Linked DNA regions of Mus musculus: region 2 is linked to region 1. A link is a contact called in public promoter capture Hi-C data. All regions are on one chromosome and are shown on one strand. Each heading gives the region's core, a stretch centred on a gene start, on an enhancer-like site or on the middle of the called end of the contact. The rest is flanking DNA. Distances are from core to core; before and after follow the strand shown. Region 1 holds the start of Sema4c (sema domain, immunoglobulin domain (Ig), transmembrane domain (TM) and short cytoplasmic domain, (semaphorin) 4C). Region 2 holds the start of Pdcl3 (phosducin-like 3).

What was found. Promoter capture Hi-C pulls out the DNA fragments that hold promoters and counts their contacts.
Region 2: a promoter capture Hi-C map of liver shows a contact between it and region 1, with 3 times the contacts expected there. The contact joins the promoter of Pdcl3 here to the promoter of Sema4c in region 1. A contact is called at or near these places in 2 of 39 promoter capture datasets (liver and pre-B cells).

What each region holds. Positions count from the first base shown.
Region 1 is chr1:36,555,376-36,563,111 of GRCm38.p6, forward strand. Sema4c (sema domain, immunoglobulin domain (Ig), transmembrane domain (TM) and short cytoplasmic domain, (semaphorin) 4C) reads right to left here and starts at 3,006. Exons shown (of 15, transcript NM_001126047.3): 1 at 2,641-3,006; 2 at 557-702. The coding sequence starts at 665. It overlaps Fam178b (family with sequence similarity 178, member B), which reads right to left. Exons shown (of 16, transcript NM_001372417.1): 16 at 7,323-7,645. The coding sequence ends at 7,613.
Region 2 is chr1:38,984,394-38,992,129 of GRCm38.p6, forward strand. It overlaps Pdcl3 (phosducin-like 3), which reads left to right and starts at 3,421. Exons shown (of 6, transcript NM_026850.4): 1 at 3,421-3,456; 2 at 6,853-6,982. The coding sequence starts at 3,451.

The DNA of each region.
Region 1 (7,736 bases), core at 1,756-4,255:
TCTCCTCCCCCACGAAGCGCGAGCTTATATGTGTCCACCCAGAGCCATCAGAAGGCTCCAGTGTTAGAGCAGCAGAGGAGACCATTAGGGTGAATTAAAGGGGCTTCTAGGGACAGACAGCTAGAAAGACTGGAGATAGGGTTAGGTTTACACTTGCCCTGGGGTTCAGGTTTCTCTCTCTAGGCTTCCAAGCAAGAGAGACAATTCAAGTGAGGAACAGGGAGGTTGATTCAGAAACTACCTCCCTTGCACACCAGGCCAGCCAGGTCTGGGTGAGGGTGGGGGTGCGCTGGTAAGAGATCCCATAAAGTTATCCCAGTGTCAGAAGGGGGCAAAGCCCAGGTCTAGACCAGCACTACCAGTTCTGGGCCCCTGGGGCCACTCGCGTTTCTTAGAAAGCCACAGCCACACATATCGGTGTAAAGGTGCATGCTTGGGGGTAATTCCTCAGCAGCAGCTCCTTCCTGCAAGCAAGCATCACTCCCCTCCTCGCCCTTCCCCCAGCAGTCTATCCCAGCCTCCCTCTGGCCCTGCCTCCCATGCTTCAGGCACTCACCCCCAGAAGATACTGTCTTCCGGGGCACAAGGTTCCACCACATCTCAGCCCCGATGCCCAGGCCCCACAGCCCTGCTGCCAGCAGCCAGACAGCCCAGTGTGGGGCCATGGCAGACACCCAGGGTCTAAACTTCAGTCCAGCAGCCCTGCTGAAGGAAAAGAAACTGGTCAGCATCACAGACCGGAAGGGGGCCCGCACCAAGAGACAAGCAACACAGGACGCACACTGGAACAAACCTCCCCCAGAGCCTTTACATCTCCTCCTGATCCTGCAACTGGCCTCTGCCCACAAGAGCCCTGGGGGTCTCCCAGAAGAGCAAGGAGAGGAACTTAGTCAGCAAGCACTAGGCGTGGGCAGTCATCAAAAGCCGCCTGTGGCCTCCAGGCCATCCCTACTCCCTCCCTTCAACAGGGAGTTGTGTGGAAAAAAATAAAAGAGGGACTCCCCCTCATTGGCTCCTTCTGGCCTTAAAGGTTTCAGAGTTTCTTACAATAACCATAAAAAACAGGGCTTGCTACCAGTGGGACCCAGGCCAGCCCCAAGACCTAATTCGGGGAGATATACCCCTTATTCAGCAGCCGCAGGCAGCCGGTTGGGCAAAGAGCTTCAGTGGGGGACTTGGTGAAGCAGGCAGCGTGTAGAGTTCCCGGCCCCAGCCCGTCCCCTCCCCCAGCGCAGACAATAGCCGGGCAGAGCCCAAACCCGGTTCCACATCAGCAGGGCTGGAGTAGGAGTGGGGCCGGGAACCAAATGGGCCCAGCTTCCGAGGCCCCTTTGTTGCCCAAGAGGGAGGCAGGAAGTGGGTGGGATGGGCGTGGAAATGACCAGGACCAGTCCTGTTTCTCCAACAGCCTTCTACAAGACACTGACCCTCCCGCAGAGAGGCGACCGGGCCACGAGTCAGTTCCAGGCTTCTGTCTGGGAATCTCCTCGCCTCCGCGAGAGCGGGATCGTGGAGGGAAGTGAAATGGGTTGGGGAGGCCGAAGCGGGGTTCTCCTGGACAACAGGGGATGCCCACAAATGATCGTCAAGGGCTGCGTCCCCTCCTCCCCGGCTCTGACGAACGTTCTTAACTCCGGGATTGCACCTCGGGGACCATGCACTAGGCAGTAGGCAAACGGAACGGATCTCCACTAATCTAGACGCTAGGGGCTGGGAACAGAGATGCAGAATCTGAGGATTGCACCCCAAAACAAAGGTTCCTAGCCAAGACCCGGTCTCGGTCTCCCTACTGTGGACTCTCCCCTCCCCCAGCTCCGGGGATTTGAATGCAAACAAAGCGGCAGCGCTGGGAGCGTGGCAAAGCCGGGCTTGCGGACGCCCCCTGTCGGCCAAGAACCTCCGCGCGGGAAGGGCGGGGGGCTGGGGCTGCCTTCCCCGGAGCAGTCCCCCCTGACACACCCTCAGTTTCCTCTCTGCCAATTACCCTAGGCTGGGGTCAAAACCCGGTGGTGCGCTCCGAGAATCTGCAGGCGTAGCGGTGACCCAACCCCCAAGCTCTTCCCGAAGCAAGGGACACGGACAGCCAAGGGGATGGAGGGGTGCAGGACCAGGATTTGCACCCCACACTTGCACACCCGGTCGTGGATTGCGGCGCTCCAGAGAGGGACCGGGCGGCGGAGCTTTGGCTAGGGGGCTGGTTCTCAGTGCCAGCCCGCCTCCGGAGCAGAACGGGAGGGCGGGGGGCCGCGCTAGGGAAATCCGATCCCACAACATCGGCCACGGTCCAAGCCCGCCCCTAACTTTCCGTCGAGGTGGGGGGAACCCGAGCAGTTCGCGAGCCTGGCAAAGATTCGGACCGCGCGCTGGACAGCCCAAGGGTCCCCCACTGCCCCTAGCGCTGTCCGTACCCCCAGGCTCCCGCTGCTCCGGCCAGTGGAGCTGCAGGCACTGCTTGCCTTGATGCCGATCGCCACTGGGCAGCCCGCGGCGGACTCAAGAGGGACCCGGATCGGACAGCTGTCTTTGCTGTCGCCCCGCCCTGCACCCCTAGACGCTGTCCTCTAGCGCGCGCGCTAGCCCCTACCCAAGCAAGGGGACAAAGCAGCGGCCCCGGGGCCCCACCGCTCCGGCCTCACTCACCTCTTTCGTGCAGCTCCAATCCCTGGGCGCTGCCCTCGCGTTTGACTCCGGCCACCGTCCTCCCCTGCCCCCGCGCCGCTCCAGACTGCGCCCGCCCGCCAGCACGCTAAGGCTGTCCCGTGCCACCGCCCCTCGGTCTCAGCACGGCTCTCGGCGCCCCTGAGCTCGGATTCGGCGCTCCACCGCGCCGGGCGCCGGTTCTTTCTCCGCTGCAGCCGCCGCCACCGCCGCTCTCCGCCCCCAACCCCTTGACGTCAGGCAGAGGGTGTCGAGTGGTGGCCGGGGGCGGGACGCGAAGGCCCGCCCAGGAGGGGGCTGCGACCCGCTGCCTTGCTTACCCGGCACTGAGGCTTGGGGACCCTTTACGACTCTTGCAGCTCGTGAGTCAAGGTCTGCGCCACAGCGGCCGGAGGCGGGGAGGGGGCGGGGTGGGGGGCGGGGAGGGACTCCAGGCGTTGCCACCGGGAACTGCACGAACTGCACTCACCTGGTGAAGTGTGCCTTCAAGTCCTGAGGCGGGATGGGCTCTCTGGAAGGGTTGAGGGGCTTCCCCACGCTCCAGTTACGGGAACGAAAACTGGCAAACCATTTTGGGACTTGTACCCGAAGGGGGTGGCGTAGCAAGAGAAGAAACTGAAGGTTCTCTCAGGTGCTAACCACAGTGGTCAGTCTTTTGACTCCAAAGTTGTCCTCCTTTCTGGCCCTAACCCTTGGACTGGAAGGAGCAGCTCACAGGCAGAGGAGACCCCAAGACTGCAGGCAGCTCCTAGTTTCCAGGCTCCAGCAGAGCCTACCCCCGGGAAATGACTCTTGGTGTGGCTTGGAAGGCTGATTAACTAGAGGCACGAGCGCGCCACGGTTCAGATGAAAGAGGCTGGAGGGAGCCACGCAGCGAACCACCACCACCTTCAGAACTGCCAGCCTCCGCCCACAGGCGCTCCTAGAAGTAACTTGTAGCTGTGGCCTCCTGGACGGTGCTGGCTGGCAAATCCTTCCAGCCAGCTGGTCCTCCAGTGGGCAGGTGGACTGAGAAACCTCGGGGAAACTGCCCCAGCGGTACCTGGAGACCACCCCTAACCAGAATCAAAGGACAGGGACGAAGGGAAGGAGGCCTGGAGGTTTCTGTGGTAACTTTGAGCCCCAGGGGGCAGTCCCGGAGGGGAAAAAACACTTCAGACCCCATAAGTAAAATCTGGAGTATAAATCAGTCCGACAGCAGCTTTTGTTCTGGGCTAAAACGTGGCACCTGAGAAGTGAAGAGCAGAAGAGCAATGGGAGTAATCGAGAATGGCAGCCCAGTTTGGTTTCAGTAACAATTGGGTCTTTACTGGGACACAGAAGGGCCCCTTCTCCCTCGCTGGCCAGAGCCACGTTTCCCAGCTCCTTTCCATTAGGAAACAAAGCTGTGACCTCAGAGATAGGAGGCAGGCCAGCTATTGCCAGGGGTGGGCAGGGAGGGTGTCCTATGGAAGCTGGCCAGGGAGGGAGCCATGCACACTCCTCTTGACCAGGCTCCTGTTCATCTACTAAGGGCAAGCCCCACTCCAAGCTCAGGATTCGCTAAAAGCTAAGACTCCTCAGCTCCAGGAGGCTGAAACAGGACTTCCAAGCCAGCTACTGTTTCTCTCACTGAATAAGAGATTAAGCAAGATACAAACAAACAAACAAAAAAAGGGCTCAAATCCACACAAAGAGCAAGGTGACATTTTTAGTGAGATCCTGGCGCTGGACGCAGTCTATATGGTCCATCCCACCTGCTTGGGAAGGGAGAGGTAGGAAAACTGTGAGCCCAGAAGCTCCATCCTTTCAGCAGTCAGCAACCATGAGGCTAACCTCCACTTCCTGCTGTGTTTCCTTCTCACCTGTAAGCCTTGCCCCTAGAAATGAGGGCTGCCTGGTAGTGATCTGAGCTCCCTGGCTCTACCTCCAAGGTGGCCCCAGTGGAAAGTTTCAAAAGGTTTTAGTTTCACTGGCAGGGACAGTATTCTGTACCTTCATGGCAGGCGCCAGGGTCTTCTAAGCCAGGCATGGAGGTAGAAATGAGACCATTCCACTAACAGAGCCAGTTAGCCTCTGGGCACAGGGCTCCCCAGCGATAGCGTTCCACCCCCCACCACTCTTCCTCTGCCCCTTCCTGCCGCACTGGTTACTGTCACAGGTCTTCTCCACAAGTGGGTGGGCAGAAGATAAAGTTTCCTCTCATGACTACTTGTTCGTGATTCATGCTTTTTAATAAAAGGACAGCTGGCAGAAAAAAATAAGGATCCTGGATTGTCCATCAAGAAAAAAATACAGTAATACAGAAAAAAAAATTGCAAAAACATCTTCCAGGCCTGCCTAGCATAGGCTATGGAAGACATCACACCCGTCATCTGTATTCAGGCAGACAGAATAAGGGCTTCCCTAACTTGCCTCTTTTGCTACGGCTTAAAGCCTTTTAGCCAAATAAAGGAAACACAAGAAGATATGTTACATGCCTCCCAGGCGCTGGAGCCAACCCTCACAGATCCCAGTACATGAGTAGTATCCGTAGTATCCTGCTTTTTTTTTTCGGTTTTTTTGAGACAGGGTTTCTCTGTGTATCCCTGGCTGTCCTGGAACTCTCTTTGTAGACCAGGCTGGCCTCAAACTTAGAAATCTGCCTGCCTCTGCCTCCCAAGTGCTGGGATTAAAGGTGTGTGCCACTACCGCCCGGCATATCCTGCTTCTTAGCAACTATCCCTCCTGAGGAAAGTGGCAAGATGGAGACAGGGAGTGTGCACTGGGGCTCTATTCAAGGCCTGCTGGACCTGGACCCTTTCCATTCCGCAGTTGTCTCTCCACTGGTGGCTGAGTGAAAAGATTAGGGTCGGCCATTTTTCAAGGAGCTCTCTGACCACTGGGACCCAGGGCACTGGGTCATAGGAAAAGGACTTCCTCCAAAAGGACAATTATCAAAGCTGTCCACCTGGGAAGCCCCTCCCTTCCCGGCCCCTCCCTTCCAGCATCACCAAAAGGAAGCAGGAAAACATCCGTCATTGAGGCCCAGGATGCGGCTTTTCCAGTGGCTTTGTCAGGATATCCCTTGCCTTTTCCCCAGGGCTTGGGGTCAAAAACCTGGAGGGCAAACGGTGAGCCAGCTAGCTTCGGTCCAGAATTCTTGGCCTTGAAAAGGCTCGGTTCCTATTATGTCAGCTCCCAGTGAGTCCCAGAGCAGGGCAATTACAGGACCCAGGGGAGAGTGTCCACCCTTGAGTGACCTCACATTGCATACTGCTGGTCAGGTTACAGCCAGGCTTCTGGGAGGGACTGAGTTGTCACCAACACCTCTTGCTCCCTGGATGTATCTCTCTCTCAAGGATGAGTTTTGGGATAAAGGAGCCAGGAAGGATTCCAGATGTCTACATTGATGGACAGTTTGATCCTTTCTCTTAAAGCCAGGTAAAGGCAGCTTCAAGAATGGAAACTCCCCAGTTCAGCCTCTCAGGCCTCCCTACCCCCTCTCTGCCCTTGGCAATGAGAACAAAAGAGGGAAATTTCAAGGTGATTTCCAGGTTTCCAGAGCAAACCCAGGAACTGAGGATTAACTGTCAGGTGTGCAGTGTCAAGCAGGGGAGCCTAGAGGCTGCGTGAGAAGGGCTGGCTCTCCAGAGTCCCTGCCCTCCTGTGGAGATCTGAGGCTGACCTGCGAGGGTGTGAGGGTATGCCAAAGGAGTTTGTGATGTGTCCAGGAAGAGAAACCAGAACTATCAGTCAAGTCACCTGGCTCTGGGAGGGTTTCTTCCACTTCTCATTTGGCAAAGGCTTTGAGACAGAAAAGATGTCCTCTGTGGTACCCAGTACTGTGCAGAGTCTGCCTTGTCCTGTAAATAATAGATGCCTCTAGCTCCTGACCTTCTGGGGACCCAGAGAGCAGGGTAGCTGTGCTCAATTAGGCCTTGGAAGGTAGATGGGGGTGACTCTTTGTCTAGCTCCTAGTCAGGCGCCAACCCTGGGACATGGAAACAGAGAAGATTGTGTGCAACAGCCATGGAACACTCTGGGACCTTCACCCCCTGAGAAGTGGACACGAGTCAAGATGGCAGGAGTGTCACCTCCGGCTCCCCCTTACAAAGCTCATCCTGAAAGTATCTGGGGTGGGGGCAGGCATGAGCATGGCTTCGGTCGGAGGAGCAGACAGTAAGAGAGTAGATAGGACTGTGGGGCTGCTTCTGGAGGTACAAAGGGGCCCACTTACTCCTCTAGCCATTCAGATCAAGGACGTCGAGATGTGCAAGTAGAGATTAGGACCCAGGAACTGCTCTGGAGACAAGGCAGGGAAAGAAACAGCAGGATCCAAAACTGTCTTTTGCACCCTCCCCCACTCCTATCTCTAGGAAGTTGACTTCAGAGCTCAGCACTAAATTGAATTAAGCAAAATTACAGCCCCAATCCACCATCCTCTCAGTATAGCGTCCCTAGCAGGATGAGGTGGACCCAGACAGGGCCATCCAAGAGTGCCCAGGCTCCAGCAATTCTGGTCACTGGCGGGACTCCTAGAAACAGAGTCCTCAAGTGCAGGGGGTGGGTCCGAGGCCCCAGTCACATGACAACCTGAGGTGACACCAGTAGTGGCTGGCTCAAGCAGAGGTGATTCTTCTGTCAGGCTAGGTGCTGGGCATGAGCCCTCGGGGTAGGGATGGAAGGAACTCCAGAACCATGGATGCTGGAAATAATACTTTAATATGCACAAATGAACCTCATATTCAAGATGGGCAGAGAGGGCAAGGTGTGGGAAAGTCAGTGGCCAACAGGGAGAGCCCAGAACAGAAGAGACACCTGTGCAGGTGGGGGAGCTCAAGGGTGGGGATGGTCAGGGACACAAGAACCCCTCGCTGGGTGGTGGCAGTAGTCTACCTTCACCAGGCTGGGCCTCCTCCGGCTCCATTCTTCACCTCCTACAGTTCTCTTCCTGCTCCAGTCCACAGCCTTGGGCCACTTTGCTCTTATCCCTTTAAATGTCTTTCCAAGGGCTGAAGTACTGACCCTGTGAAGAAGAGAGAGTAGCCTGTAATGGCCTGGCCCCAGTACCCTCGCTATCTACAGGTCCCTGTACTGATAAGCCTCAGTGTCTAGAC
Region 2 (7,736 bases), core at 2,171-4,670, 2.4 Mb after region 1:
CTCTCCCTGTGAGGCTGAGCAGCCCCATGCGCATCGGAATAAAAACCTCTTGTTATTACAGCTCGTCAAGCTGTGTTTCTGGGGGTTGAGTTCTCTATACCTGGGCTCTGGGGGTCTAACAGTTTCTTTTTTTCAGTGTAAATGAACACTCATGTTTGTGACTGATCTTATAGCCATCATATTATAGTCATAATTTTGTACTCTTTTCTTAAAGAGGGCCCCAAGATTGAATGCATGTCATATACCACACTATTGTACCTGGTCTTGTCTTAGTTACTTTTCTATGGCTGTAATAAGACATCAGGACTGAAATGACCTACAGAAGGAAAGGTCTCTTTGGCTTCTGGTTCTAGAGTGATGAGTCTGTCCATCATGTGGGGAGCCAGGTGTACTGACTGGTTTTGGGTGTCCACTTGATACAAGCTGGAGTTATCACAGCTTGAGGTTTGGAGTCCCCCCCCCCCTTGAGGAAATGCCCCCATGAGATCCAGCTGTAAGGTATTTTCTCAATTAGTGATCAAGAGAGGAGGGTCCAGCCCATTGTGGGCAGTGCCATCCCTAGGCTGATAGTCCTGAGTTCCATAAGAAAGCAAGCTGAGCAAGCCAAGGGAAACAACCCAGTAAGTAACATCCCTCCATAGCCTCTGCATCAGCTCCTGCTTCCTGACCTGCTTGAGTTCCAGTCCTGACTTCCTTTGGTGATGAACAACAGTATAGAAGTTTAAGCTGAATAAACCCTTTCCTCTCCAACTTGCTTCCTGGTCATGATGTTTCTGCAGGAATAGAAACCCTGACACATGGCAACAAGAGATGGGCACCAAAGCAGAAAGCTAACAGCTCACATTGCAGCTGTGAGCAGGAAACAGAAAGAAGGCAAAAATGGAAGTAGCACAAGACTTTAAGCTCTCAGTATTGACCCAGAGACATATTTCCTCCACAATGGCCACGCCTCCTAAATCTTCCCAAACAATGCCACCAACTAGGAACCAAATGCTGAAAACTACGGGGCTACTTCTCATTTTAACCGCCACAGTTCTTAAATAAAAATTTGCTATAGGTTTCTTACTCCTATCCCTGCCCCCAGATCTCACTTCTCCCTATAGTTAACAATGTTGCTTTCTGTTTGTGTGTGTGTGTATATGTCTCTGTTTCCATTTGTAAAATTAAAGATGCAACCACATGTAACTATATTTTTACTTAACTTTTTATTTTATACCCAAAGCACTGGGCTTATATACATTATTCCTAAACAAAAGGGTGATTAAATCTTTTCATTTTTCTCTTTTGATTTATTTTTGGTTTTAAGTAATAGTCTGAAAAGTTCCCTGCCCTACCTCCCCCCATTTCTAAGTTACAAAATTAACCCAAGTACAGCAGCATAGTTTGTAGTGTTACCTACTATGGCCACTAACTACAGTACGAGTGACCAAGGCAGCTCAGTCAACAGGGTCTCAAGGGAGGGAGGGAGGGGGGATTGAAAAGAAAAAGGCAATTAGACAGCATTATAACATGATTCCAGCCAGTGCTGAGTCTGAAGAGGGTTTGTTTTTCTCCAGTCCACTTCTATATCATTCTAGGTACATACAAAGTATAAGGTCAGTTCTAGGTCAAGGAACAAACAAGGCAATAAAAAGTCCCGAGGTATTCAGGAACTTATCAAGATGGTCAAGATCTTGAGCCTGCTTCCATGTCCTGGCTCAATGCCAAATTCCTGACAAATTTATAGAAGCAAACCCAATAGCTCTTTTCACAGGAGAATAGTTCAAAGTCAGCCTGGCTTACATAGCAAAACCCCGTCTTTAAAAAAGTTAAGTTAGCCCATGTTTTCCTTTAATGAGTTTTCTTCTTTAAATTGTAGTGTATGCCGTAAAGTAGGAATTCAGTTTTATCTGCCTCCAAATGACTATCCAGTGTTTCCTACGTCCTTCATAGAAGGTCTACATACCTTCCCCAGTCAACTAAGATTTATACACAGTGTCATGCTGTGGCCGAGGCTTGTCTCAGAACTCATGATGTAATCTCCAATTAAAGGCTCAGCTGAACAGTTTGTTTCTCGTGTGTATTCAGTTAAAGACTTTATCCATGTTGTAGTCAATGTAATAAAACCAAAAGTCAAGACAATGAGTTAACAGGGGATTGTTCTGAAGCACACCTGCTGTAAAAAGCAACTGGGAACATTATTTCCAATACACCAGGATACATCTTTCAGTGGATCCACCTGGAGCAAGGAAAGGGCAAACCACACCTGCTTTACTGCTGTGCGGTGGAGAGAAGCCTGTGATCAAAGTCCCTCAAGTTAAACTATCTCACAAACTGATTTTGGAAGTGAAAACTGGGAAAATTCATTCACAACACTAGGCAAATTAATTAACACTTTAAAAGGTCTGTCTGTAATCTGGTTGGAATGTGTTGGGTTAAATTAAATCCATGCTCCTTGTTTTTTTCAGGGAATAGTGTAATTTTTTTTCTATATTAGTGATTATTCCCCAGAAATTATCAGTTCCGAGTCCTCAGCTGCAGGGATTTAAGTTGTCTGGAAATAACACCTTAGTGTAACTGTAGTTTTTGTTTGTTTTTATAGACAGAGGTTCACTCTCTAGCCCTGGCTGGGTCTCCTGAGTATTGGAATTATAGATGTGAACTACCACACCTAGACACCTGCAGTTTTGAAAGCTCCTTGGTAATTCCAAAGTGTACCCACGGTGTGTGCTTGAGCAGAGGCAGCAAGGTAGTCCAGGGCTGTGGAAGGCCTTTTAACTCCCGTGCTCTCAGTTCCAGCTCCGAATGCTGTGGATCGCCCTGGAGCCTGTGCTTTTGCTCAGGGTCACACGAGTCTGGTATTAACCAGAGAAAATGATTCTCACTGTGGCCTTTTCCTTTTGTGAGGGTGAAGGGGCGTGGAGCCCAGGCGTTCCCCACTCCACCGGTTTCTCAAATCTGATGCTGTAACCGCAGAGGTTAGACTATGCTCTAAACAAACCCAGTGAGCTCAGTAAACAAACCCAATAAGCAATTCATCCCATTCAACAGAGAAGGTGTGTGACCTCCAGGTGACCCGGGTCACTTTTAATCCTAGCATCGGGTCACTGTCAGGCAATTCTGCTTCCGACAGGCTCCGATTGGCGGCCCGGGAAGTCGCAGAACCTATGCTTACCTCGGGTCAGCCCCAAACAACCAGCCACTTTCCCTAACAAGGTAGCGCCTGGACATGGCCCGAATGACGTCACCCTATAGTCCCACCCACCGGAGGCACGGCCTGTCATTCCAACGCTCTCAGCCTTCGCCCGGGTTCCTGAGGACCAGGCGCAGACTCCAGTCTTCACTTCCTCCTTGGCTCCGCCCTTTTCGTGCCTGGGGGCGGGGAGAAGACCGGAGGGGGCGGTGCCGCGCGTGCGCGGAGAGGAGCGGAGGGGCTGGGGCAGAGGGCTGGTTTGAGTGACTGAAGGCAAGATGCAGGTGAGTGTGGCGAGCTCGGGACCCCAAGTCTGCGGTCGTTTGGCTTGGTGGGCTCGCGCCAGACCCGGAGCCGGGTCTACATGGATTAGTTACAGAACTCGGCGGACTGCGGGGAGGCCCGGCGCAGGCGCACTGCGAGAGGGCGGGTGCGGTCCCTCCGGCCTCCTGGGCTGGGCACTCCTGCTCCGGTGCGTCCTGCCCCGCAAATCTCTGTCCTTTGGTAGGCACCGGACTTTGGGCTCGTTCTCCTCCAGGCCTGATGAAGGCCCCGACCCTCCTGCCATCTAGAGCTGACTCTAGATGGTCCGTTGGGAGTGCTTTCTGGTTTCCAGATCTGAACTCTAGGCCTCACGACTATTGTTAATTTCTAATATGAAGAAAGGTGGAACTCCTTAGCAATTTTTTTTCCTTTTTTGAGCTGGAATTAGACAAAAGCCCAAAGAAAGTGTGTTAGAGAACCGCATCGGAATAGCCTTAGAAGAGCAAAAGTATGCGTCAGCCACTTTGTCGCCAACCTTCTATGTGGCTGTGTTTAAGGATTCTGAAGAGTCTGGATGGAGGGTAGATGGACCGTGTAGTTGTGGGCTCCGGCTTAAGAGACAGACCTTGGGGACTGGAGGGGGTGGTCATCTACACATTCAGCAAGCCGGCCACACCTACACCTGGGAGGCAAGAACAGGCTCAAGTAAAGGGATATACCTAGTATTTTGTGCTTACTAAACATTAGCCGTCAGGAGTGACTCTGGAGCAGGCCAGGCGTCTGCTATTCTCAGATTTATCCTTTAGACTCTAAAGCTTAGGGAAGTCTGTGGGTCTAGCCACAGTCTTCCTCTTCCCCAAGTCTACTGCAGGCTCTCAGGACAGACAGATGGTCAGTCAGCATGTCACAGCGTTTTTGCATTTTCAGGTCCCTCTGCCTGGAATGTAACTTCCTTTGGTCTCCAGGTTCCTCTCGTTGGGGAAGAGTTCTCAGGACTCAGATAAACCTTCTTTAATTAGTGCGTAGCTCTGACCTGTTGTTTAGAGAGGCCCAGCTTCAAGCAGACACCTTTCATGGTTTATGTAGGGTTAGCCAGTCGTCTCCTGGTGTTTTGGGGTTTTGTTTGTTTGTTTGTTTTTTCTGAAGCTGAAATGCGCAGGTTTCTGGTTAAGACAGTGTTTGCTGTATCGTTGCGTAGCTCTGACCTGTTGTTTAGAGAGGCCCAGCTTCAAGCAGACACCTTTCATGGTTTATGTAGGGTTAGCCAGTCGTCTCCTGGTGTTTTGGGGTTTTGTTTGTTTGTTTGTTTTTTCTGAAGCTGAAATGCGCAGGTTTCTGGTTAAGACAGTGTTTGCTGTATCGTTGGCGGTCACTTCTCAAGGAAGGGGAACTGGTGGATGTTCACCCCTTTGAGAAAAAGGAAGGGATAAGCAGTCGACAGCAGCAGGAGCCAGGGTCTTAGGGTCACTACCGCCACCCGTCAAAAGCATCCAGGGAAGAAAGGGTTAATTGGGCTCACACTTCTATATCACAGTCCATCACTGAAGGAAGTCAGGCCAGGAACTCAGCAGACCTGGAACCTGGAGGCAGGAGCTGATGCAGTAGCCCTGGAAGGGTGCTGCTCACTGGCTTGCTCCTTGTGGCTTGCTCAGCCTGTTTTTCTTATAGACCCCAGGGCCACCAGCCCAGCGGTGGTCACTCTGACAATGACAAACTCTCTCATCTATCACCAATTAAGAAAAATGCCCTAGGACTGGAGAGATGGTTAAGCGGTTAAGAGCACTGTCTGCTCTTCCAGAGGTCCTGTGTTCAATTCCCAGCAACCACATGGTGGCTCACAACCATCTGTAATGGGATCTGATGCCCTCTTCTGGTGTGTCTGAAGACAAGTACAGTGTGCTTACATACATAAAATAAATAAATAAGTCTTAAAAAAAGAGAATCTTGTTCTTCAGATGATTGTAGCTCGGGGCGAGTTCTCATAAGACTACCCACTATCTGTAGTTCAGTTTTAGCTCTGTTGTCTCAATTCAGAGGCAGTTTCTAATTTTGTTTTCTTATTCCTGTGTAACATAATATTTCCTAAGTAAACTTGTTAATCACACTTAATTAAAGTTAAAGCTTGCTGTTTTCTTTTTCTCTTTCACTCTTGCTGACTCCATTCCACCCTCATATAATTAAATGCCCTCTCTGGAGCATCCACCTCTGTAAACTCGGTCCATATAACCCCGTGGACCAACAGCCTGTTGCTCAGTGCACACGACACAGCTTGTCTCCATAACAGTGTGCAGCTTGTGCCGGTGCCCATTTTTTTTTTTTTATATATTTTTTTTTCCATTTTTTATTAGGTATTTCGCTCATTTACATTTGCAATGCTATACCAAAAGTCCCCCATAGCCACCCACCCCCTCTCCCCTACCCACCCACTCCCCTTTTATGGACCTGGCGTTCCCCTGTACTGGGCATATAAAGTTTGCGTGTCCAATGGGCCTCTCTTTCGAGTGATGGCCGACTAGGCCATCTTTTGATACATATGCAGCTAGAGTCAAGAGCTCCGGGGTACTGGTTAGTTCATAATGTTGATCGCCGGTGCCCATTTATAGCCTCCCTCTTCCTCTTGCCTCTTGCCTGTGAGAACTCCTTGAGAAGGCAGGGCAGGCTCTCAACCAGGAGCCTGCGAGCAGGTATGAGGACCAGAGATCTTTGGAGGATTGTTGCTTACTGGCTTGTCCCTTCTGGCCTGCTTTGTTTGCCTTTTCATATATTTCAGGGCTCCCTTGCCAGGGTGGCACTGCTTGAGGTGGACTGGGCCCTTCCACATCTGTCAGTCAAGATGATGCCCCACAGGCTCATATACAGGCCAGCCTGATTAGCTATTTTCTCCCTTGAGGCTCCCTCTCCTCACATCACTCTAGTTCATGTCAGGTTGACAATAAAACAAACCAACAGAAGTAGCTACCTAAAAATCCATGCACGGAATCATGTCACCATGAGACCTCAGAAAAGCCAGGGCCGTCTCTGGTCATCAGCTTCCTGGGCCTGGGAACTAGTAGACTAAGACGTACCACAGCCCCACAGTCCATGGCCTTATGGTCAGATTCACTTTGGGCAATGTCATAGAAGTTTATTACAGTTTTAAATTAAATTTGTTTAAGGAATGAGCATACTAGACAAAAGTCAGGTCAAAGCTTTACTTTCAGTATTGATGCCAATCTTCCTGTTATTTCCTGATTTTTCCTCCAACACTGGCTCCTCAGGGAGACTACAACGGGGGCCAGCCTCCCTCTTCCTCCTGCCCTCTTCGTCCAGCTGCACAGTAGCTCAAACTCCCTGCTCTCCACCACCTTTCCCGTTTGTCACTTTATGCCTTCTCTCCTGGCTCTGCCCTCACCACATCCTCGTCTTTCCCCTTCCAGGACCCCAATGCAGACACCGAGTGGAATGACATCCTACGTAAAAAGGGCATCCTTCCCCCGAAGGAGAGCCTGAAGGAGCTGGAGGAGGAGGAGGCGGAGAAGGAGGAGCAGCTCCTCCAGCAGTCAGTGGGTGAGCTTGCTCCATCTTTTCCTTTGTCCTGTGTCTATTGGAAGCAAACCACCAACCGCTGTAGTAGACAGACTTCCTTTGGACAAGAGCCGGGAGGCAGAGCTGGGGCACCGGCATCAAGGCTGTGTGTGGTGCCTAGACGGGTGACTCGCAGAGTGGCAAATGAGCCACCTGCAGCCCATAGTCCCTGTCTGTGTCACAGGAGCACATGACTCTGTTCTGAGCTTTACTTTCGCACGGTACCCTAGAAATGAACATTTTTAGTGTTTGTGGCACTTTCTTAGGTAGTACTTTATTAATCCCTGTAGACTGGTTCAGAATATTGACATAGAATAGTTTATTTGATTTGGGGAAGCATGAGATGTGTGAGAAGCATCGTGTCCAAGGGAGGTTTTCTTAAGGTCTCTCCACCTGCCTCAGATCCCCCCAGTTTTGGCCTAGATGTGCTTGATCCCAGCTGAGTCAGAATGTGTGAGGCCAAGCGTCTGACTGGTAGATGGATGCCTTCAGGGACTTCCCGGCGGAGAGATGCTGATGAGAGAGACCTTTGCCCTGTTCATATGAGAGTGCTTGTTTAGAGTAAGATGTTTTAAGATGTATCCAGCTTAATTTAATTGAGTGATTTTTGTGTGTTGGGTGTTGTTCTGGGTAATGGGGACTTAGTGGAACACAGGGCTGACAGAAGTCTGTGTCTTTATGTTTCAGAGCAACAGATGAGCAGTAAGGCCGGGCAGGTTAGGAAGGTTGGAGGGTG